Linked DNA regions of Ovis aries: region 2 is linked to region 1. Evidence: chromatin contacts called from public Hi-C data. All regions are on one chromosome and are shown on one strand. The core of a region is the stretch at or near the end of the contact, and the rest is flanking DNA. Distances in the headings are between cores, read along the strand shown.

The links. A called contact is a pair of places that touch in the nucleus more often than the background predicts.
Region 2: a contact with region 1 is called in a Hi-C map of hypothalamus, with 4 times the contacts expected there. The contact joins the promoter of SERTAD2 here to the enhancer-like site in region 1. A contact is called at or near these places in 4 of 16 Hi-C or Micro-C datasets (blood, hypothalamus, muscle and 1 more).

What each region holds. Positions count from the first base shown.
Region 1 is chr3:43,438,019-43,441,049 of ARS-UI_Ramb_v3.0, forward strand. It overlaps the pseudogene LOC101118177. Among named protein-coding and RNA genes, the nearest start is that of SLC1A4, 100 kb to the left of the region's middle. Within about 2 kb of position 1,538, at least 31 of the 54 cell types and tissues checked have an H3K27ac peak or open chromatin away from gene starts, as enhancers often do. A contact at or near this core is called in hypothalamus and muscle, where this site is marked.
Region 2 is chr3:43,567,408-43,570,438 of ARS-UI_Ramb_v3.0, forward strand. SERTAD2 (SERTA domain containing 2) reads left to right here and starts at 1,574. Exons shown (of 2, transcript XM_027966694.2): 1 at 1,574-2,191. It overlaps LOC105608150 (a long non-coding RNA gene), which reads right to left and starts at 1,233. Exons shown (of 2, transcript XR_006059156.2): 1 at 993-1,233.

The sequences.
Region 1 (3,031 bases), core at 288-2,787:
ATCCAGCGACCTGCCGGCTCACCACAGACACAGGCCCAGGCCCAGCAGAGCCAGGCTGGACACTGCCCCCACTGACCCACAGAGGCAGGAGCTAATAAGTACACGTTTCTTGTTTTCAGCCACTGGGTGGCTTGTGTGTAGCAATAGATACAGCAGAAAATACCCCAAAGAGAAGGAAGGTATGAAGTTGGAGGAATTCCCACCAGATAGTATAGGTAAGTGGAAACCCCTCAGGCAGGGAAAAGAGATTCGGAGGAAAGGGAGCGGGGCAGGGGAGCACCTGCCTGGCTCCTCAGAAACCCAGCACCCTCACCTCTTCTGGCTTCCCCCAGGCAGGGGAGGGGCCAAACTCTCCGGAGAGAAACTCCAGAGAGACAGGAAGCTGAAGCAGTGGTCTGCTCCTGTGTGTGTATGTGTGCGGGGGTGAAGGGGGTGGGCATGTCTGCAGTCAGCGTGAGGCGGCCACCTCTTGGCAGACATGCTGGTGTTGCTGTAGGGCAGAGAGAACCCAAGGCAGTCTGTGAACCTGGTATTCTGGGCACCACCGACGCCAAGCTCCGGCTGTTCCCGTGAAAGTAGCTCTGATCCAGACAATAAACTGTGTGAGCCTAACCACAAGCAGCAGATACAAGAATAAGGAAAAGCAAGAAAAGGGGAAAAACCTTTAGGATGTATTCATACAAGGAACAAGAAAACTTGGGGCAAACTGCAATAGAGGGAATGGCCACTGAGAGGAGGCGGGGGCTAAAAGAACACTGCTGTTCAGACTACAAAAGGATGCCCCTGGGATTAAAGCAGGGGAAAAAGGATTTAATGATACTTGGTAAATGTCACCAGCATGTAAAATCTACATATTATGGTGTAATCACGCTTTTTGGTGATGATAGTGGTGATTTCACTTGCCCACGTTTTAAAAATCACCCTTCTCGAACGCTTTGAGGATTTTAAAAAGAATCAAATCTTTCAGGTAAGGGATGGTGCTGTATCCATACAATTTCAAGCAGCCTTTGAGAATGGGACAAGAGTTTTTCTTTTAAGTTAGACCCTTCCCGGGGCTCTGGGCCTGGGCCCAAGCCTGAAACCACAAAAAGCATTTCCCAGCACCCTGGCGACGCTCACCTTGAATTCCCTTCCTGCCAAGTTGCCCCAGTGTTTCCCAGACTTGGGGAAGCCGCTCTCGAGACCGCCCGGCCTCGGAGCCTGGGGGTGGGGGCGACCGATCCCCCCACACACACACACCGCACGGCCACCAGAGGGCGCTGCTCTGTCGCCGGGAGCGCCGCGGCCGCCTGGGCGTGTGGCCTGGCGAGGGCAATTTTGTGTTGTTTAAATGCCAGCATTGATTGCTCACTCCTTTCCCAACATGTTTCCAATTTACCCGGTATCTCTTCTACGTGAAAAACTCAAGAACAACAACAACAAAAATGCATACTTTAGTTCCAGAATAAGCAAAAGGGGTTTTACACGAAATGCAGTTTTGTTCCAGAAGCCTCTGGGACCAGGGCAGAGCAGCCAGCAGGGGCTCTCCGGACGCTGCTCGCCGGTTAGGGCAGAGGCACGTGGACACAAACCCACCGAACCTCGGCCCTGTAAATGCTCTCGCCAGCAACCCACCAGCCCGCAGCTTTCCGCTCCAGAGCACCGGTTCGTCTCCGGCCAAGTTCAGAAGCTGGTGGCCGAAGAGGGTGCCGCGCGGGACCACGGAGGAGCCAGCCGGGGTCCGGAGCAGGCGGCGAGCCCCGGCTTCCCGCCCGGCGGCGCCCCGGGAGCGGAGGCTCGCAGGCGGGGATGGGGATGGGCCGGGGGCACGGGGGTATGGACGACCATGGCGCGCGGGGCAGCTGTACCCGCACAGGGTGAAGGCGGGGAAGCAGCGGTAGGAAGACGAGGAGGGGCGCAGAGAGAGAGTCCAGTCTGATGGGGGTGGCGGGGATGGCCCCGCCGGTTTGGGTGGGAGCCTGACCGCCACAAATACAAGTCCTAGGCAAGAGACTTGAAGATGCGTTTGGTTGAGGGAAGGTGTCTAGAAGAGAAAGCTCCTAATCCTGGAGTGGGGGCCGGGGCGGCGGCGGCGAGCGGGGAAGGTGTCTGATTGACAGCTAGATTCTGTTTTTCAGACCAGAAAAAAAAAAGAAAAAAGAAAAAAAAAAATCCCCTGTCCCCTGGGGAGATTTCTCAGTCACTTTCCTCCTGCAGGAAACTGCTTCTTGTTGGAGCCTCCTGGGGCTGGCAGAGTTAAAATCCTTTAACCCAGGATGCCTTGGGCCTTTTGTTCCGCTCTGACAATGGAATTGGGTGGAGGGGGCTGGGAAGGCAAGGGGCTGGATCTAGGGTGTATCCGTGGGGTGGAGGGTCTGGTGAAGCTGTGTTCAATCACAGGGTGAAAAAAGGCAATTTGGTCGTATGTGTGTGCGTTTTCGGCGAAGGTGTAAGGAAGCCTAAGGCACGGGGCACCAGCTCGTTAACACATGTGGTTGAGTGCCTGCTGTGTAGCTCAGCAAACCTTTAATTACTCAGGAAGATCTTCCAAAACTAGAAACTCAATTTTGGTCCCTGAAAGGCTTGATAATGGGTTTTTCTTGCATCTCAATCCAAGGGGACAGATCTCCCACTCCCCTGGGCTCCCAGATTCTTCTAGATGTTTTGGCTTCTAAAACTGTCCTCCCATGGGACAGTGCTTAGTAAAGGACACTCAGACACATAAACCCTTCAAGCATATTAATCATTTGAAACCATTGCTTTGAACCTATCATGTCCTTGAGTCATAATCATCGGCAGCACCCACTAACTCAAAGGACTTGGAGGGAGGCATTCAAGGCCTCTCACCATGCTGACTTTTCTCCTCCCACTCCCCACCTGCTTCCTCCCCTGTAGCCAGCCTGGCCTCTCACTGCCCCTTGATATATCTTGGCTTCTCAGCCTCCCTATCTCTGGCCTTGCAGTTGCCTTCCTGGCCATCTAGCTGGTCACTTCCTTCTCCATTCAGTTCTGGCTGCAGTCAGTCAATATACATTTACAGAGAGCCGCCCGC
Region 2 (3,031 bases), core at 324-2,823, 130 kb after region 1:
AAGAGCACAAGTCAATCCTGGGTCTCTTCAGTTGACTTGTCTAAAGAAAATGGATATGGAGTATTCTAAGTGGACTGGAAAATCTTTTTTTCTAGGGATGTGATACGTGATTTGTCTTTCCTTGGTTTTTTAATAGGAAGCAATTGTCATAAATTTCAATAACCTGCAGAAATGCACCTTGTGGTTAAGAAGGTGGATTTTTGCCAGTGTATTTCTTTTGCCGGCACCTCTGTTCAGGTTCATTAGTGATCCCAGTTACTTTCAAGTACAAGTGCGTGCAGGGTTAAGGTGTGTACAATGATTCCTAGACAGTAGGCAAGAAACTGAGAAAAAGCCGTAGCTCCGGGGAATGAGCAGCGAGATCTAGTAATGAGTACAAGGTGTCAGGGTCCAAGGTGAGGAGAGTGGGCAGAGAAGCGGGAGAAAAAGAGTAATGCATGCGGGAGCAAGGGCTGGAGGAAGCTGATATTTACACGCACAAAGCCCACACAGCTTCACTCACGTCAGGTTAAGTACCTTTTCCAGAAACCCAATAAAGAAATGTTATGTATTCAGGAGGTGTTTCAACCTGTCCACACCCTCCTCTGACTTCCCCAGAACACAGGTAAGCAAGGAGGGAAATGCCTCCGGTCTTGGCGTCCAGCTCCCTCGGCTCCCAGAGCACAGCCCCACAGGACGTCACACGGAGCTGTCTCCGAGAGTGGGCATAGCACCGACGGGAGGCAAAGTTTTGAGCCGATTTACTCCAAATCAGTCTGCCACTCGGTAGTGGGGTTTGGCCGCAGGGGCTCCTAGGCAGAGCCGGGCAGCAAAGGCAGCAGCTTGAAGGCTGAGTAAGGAGCCAGCTTTCTTCATCGCCTCCTCCAGTCGGTGCGGAGTCGGCAGTACAGCCAGTCCCTATCGCTGTCACGCCTTCTGCAGCGCGGCCCCTCCGCCGCCCCACCCCCCCCCCGCACGGCCCCAGCCCTCACTCTGTTATTTGCGTGACTGACCTGAACAGGGCGGGAGGGAGGACCCGGGTGCGGAGGGAGGGGAGGACCTTGGCCCGCCCACTCCTTCCCCTGTGGCTCGGGGCGGCACCTTCTCCTCCTCATTGGGCACACGCTTGCGTCCATCACCCCCATGCGGCCCTCGGATTGGCAGAAGGCGCACTTCTGGAGCGAGGAGAGCTGAGTGACTCCGCGGGTCTCCGGTGCCTCATCTTTCCCTCCACCGCTCCCTCCCTACTTCAACGTCCACCCACCACTCCCCACCCCCCACTCCACTTCCCCCCCTCCCGGTTAGCGGCAGTGTCCTTAGAAGACTCATTGGGCCAGGGGCGAAGCCTGCCGCCTATCGAGCAGCACCGTCATTGGCCGACGCCCACGCCCGTCGGAGCGGCGGGCTTCGGCATTGGGTGATTCCGTTCCGCTCCCCGCCCCTCCCAACGCCTCGCCCTCTCACTCGCCTCCTCCCCTCCCGGCTCTTTCACAGCCCCCCTTTCCCTTGCCGTCCGCACCGCATCTCCCCTGTCCAGCTGGGCGGGGACTGCTTTACGACTCTGTAAAGTCTGTGAGTCACTGCACAACCCATCAATCCAATTAAATGTCTTGAGCTAGCCGAGCAGGCGGTGCTGCTGCCGCGGCCGCTCGCCCCGCCGCGGCCGCCCCTGCTCGCAGCGCCCCTCTGATCCATGGCTGTCTGTCTGTACTTGTTACGGTGTAACCTCCTCCTCCGCCTCCTCCGCCTCCTTCTCGGGAGCCGCTGCAACTTCCCCTCAGCCAGCCTCCTCCTCCGTTTGGGGACTGCAAAGGCATGGGATAGACCTAGAGCCACTTCAGTCACCCCTCCAGCCCTCGCTCAGTCTCCCCCCTTTAAATTAAAGTCTGATCCTTGCTTCTCATCGTTTTAGAGGTTTATTTGTCAGTCTTTTTATTTCCCCGGATTTTATTTTCCCTTCCTGGGGCAGGGGGTCGCAGGGGCCGGTGGGCTTATTTTAGGGAAGGGGCTTTCCCCTCCATCCCCCCGTTGCTCCTCGTCCCTTTTCGGCAGTGACTTGATTTCCCTGCTCCGCTCCGCTCCCACCCCTCGAACTCACCGTCCTGCACTCTAGTGACGCACCGACACCCCCCGCCCACAGCCCAGACGTCCCCTCCCTCGCTGCCACCCCGACCCGTCTCGGAGCTGGACCGGGTGCCGACTTCGCTGAAGGGTGAGTGCTGTGTTGGGTTATCGGGGGTGGGTGTTGGGGCGGAGAGAGGGTCTGGGAAAATGTAACGGGTCCACTTTGGGGAAGGCAGGGGATCGCGCTGTGGACTGGAGGTTCCCAGTCCGGCGTGGATTTGAGGTGGTGACTGCCTTCCTCCCTCGCTCCCTCTTCCCCCGCCCCTCGACTCCTTATTCACCAGCCTTGCTGTATTTCTAGGTATTGCCAACGCTTATAAAATAAGCGGTAATGGCAAGCTTTCTTAGTGAGCGGTCATAATCAGCGAATTGAACTGATAGACTCTATGACCTGCAAAGTGTCAGACGGCTAATAATGGGTACGTTGTCTTCCAAATCAAAGTTAAACTTTTATTCAGTAAAGGCAAAGCGAAAGGTATGTCTGATTTGAATGAGATAGACCACGAGAAGACAGGTTGCCTAGTGGCATGGCTTGCTTTTTATTTTAAAATAGTTTCGTAGGTTCCCTTTTGGAAAAAAAAAGAAAAGATAATTCAATATTAATGTAAAGGTTACAAAGTCTTTGAACCTGTTGGAGGAAAGCGAGGTAAGATGGAAATCTAGTTTGACACTTCATCTTTAGCTCACTTCTGTTCTATCCAGAAATTATAACACAGAATTTTTTATTTCCTGGTCACTGCGCACAGTGGGGTGTGTTAAAAGACAAATAGGGATTTTTTTTCTTTTGATATCCCTTTTTTGTATACTTGATTGCTCTTGAGCAAAATTTTAATTTGGTTTCTTGGTTGCAGGCTGTTCAAAAGTACACATGCGTGGCCGTATATATGCTTTATGAGACTTGCCCTATGCATCTTTAGTATTTAACTTG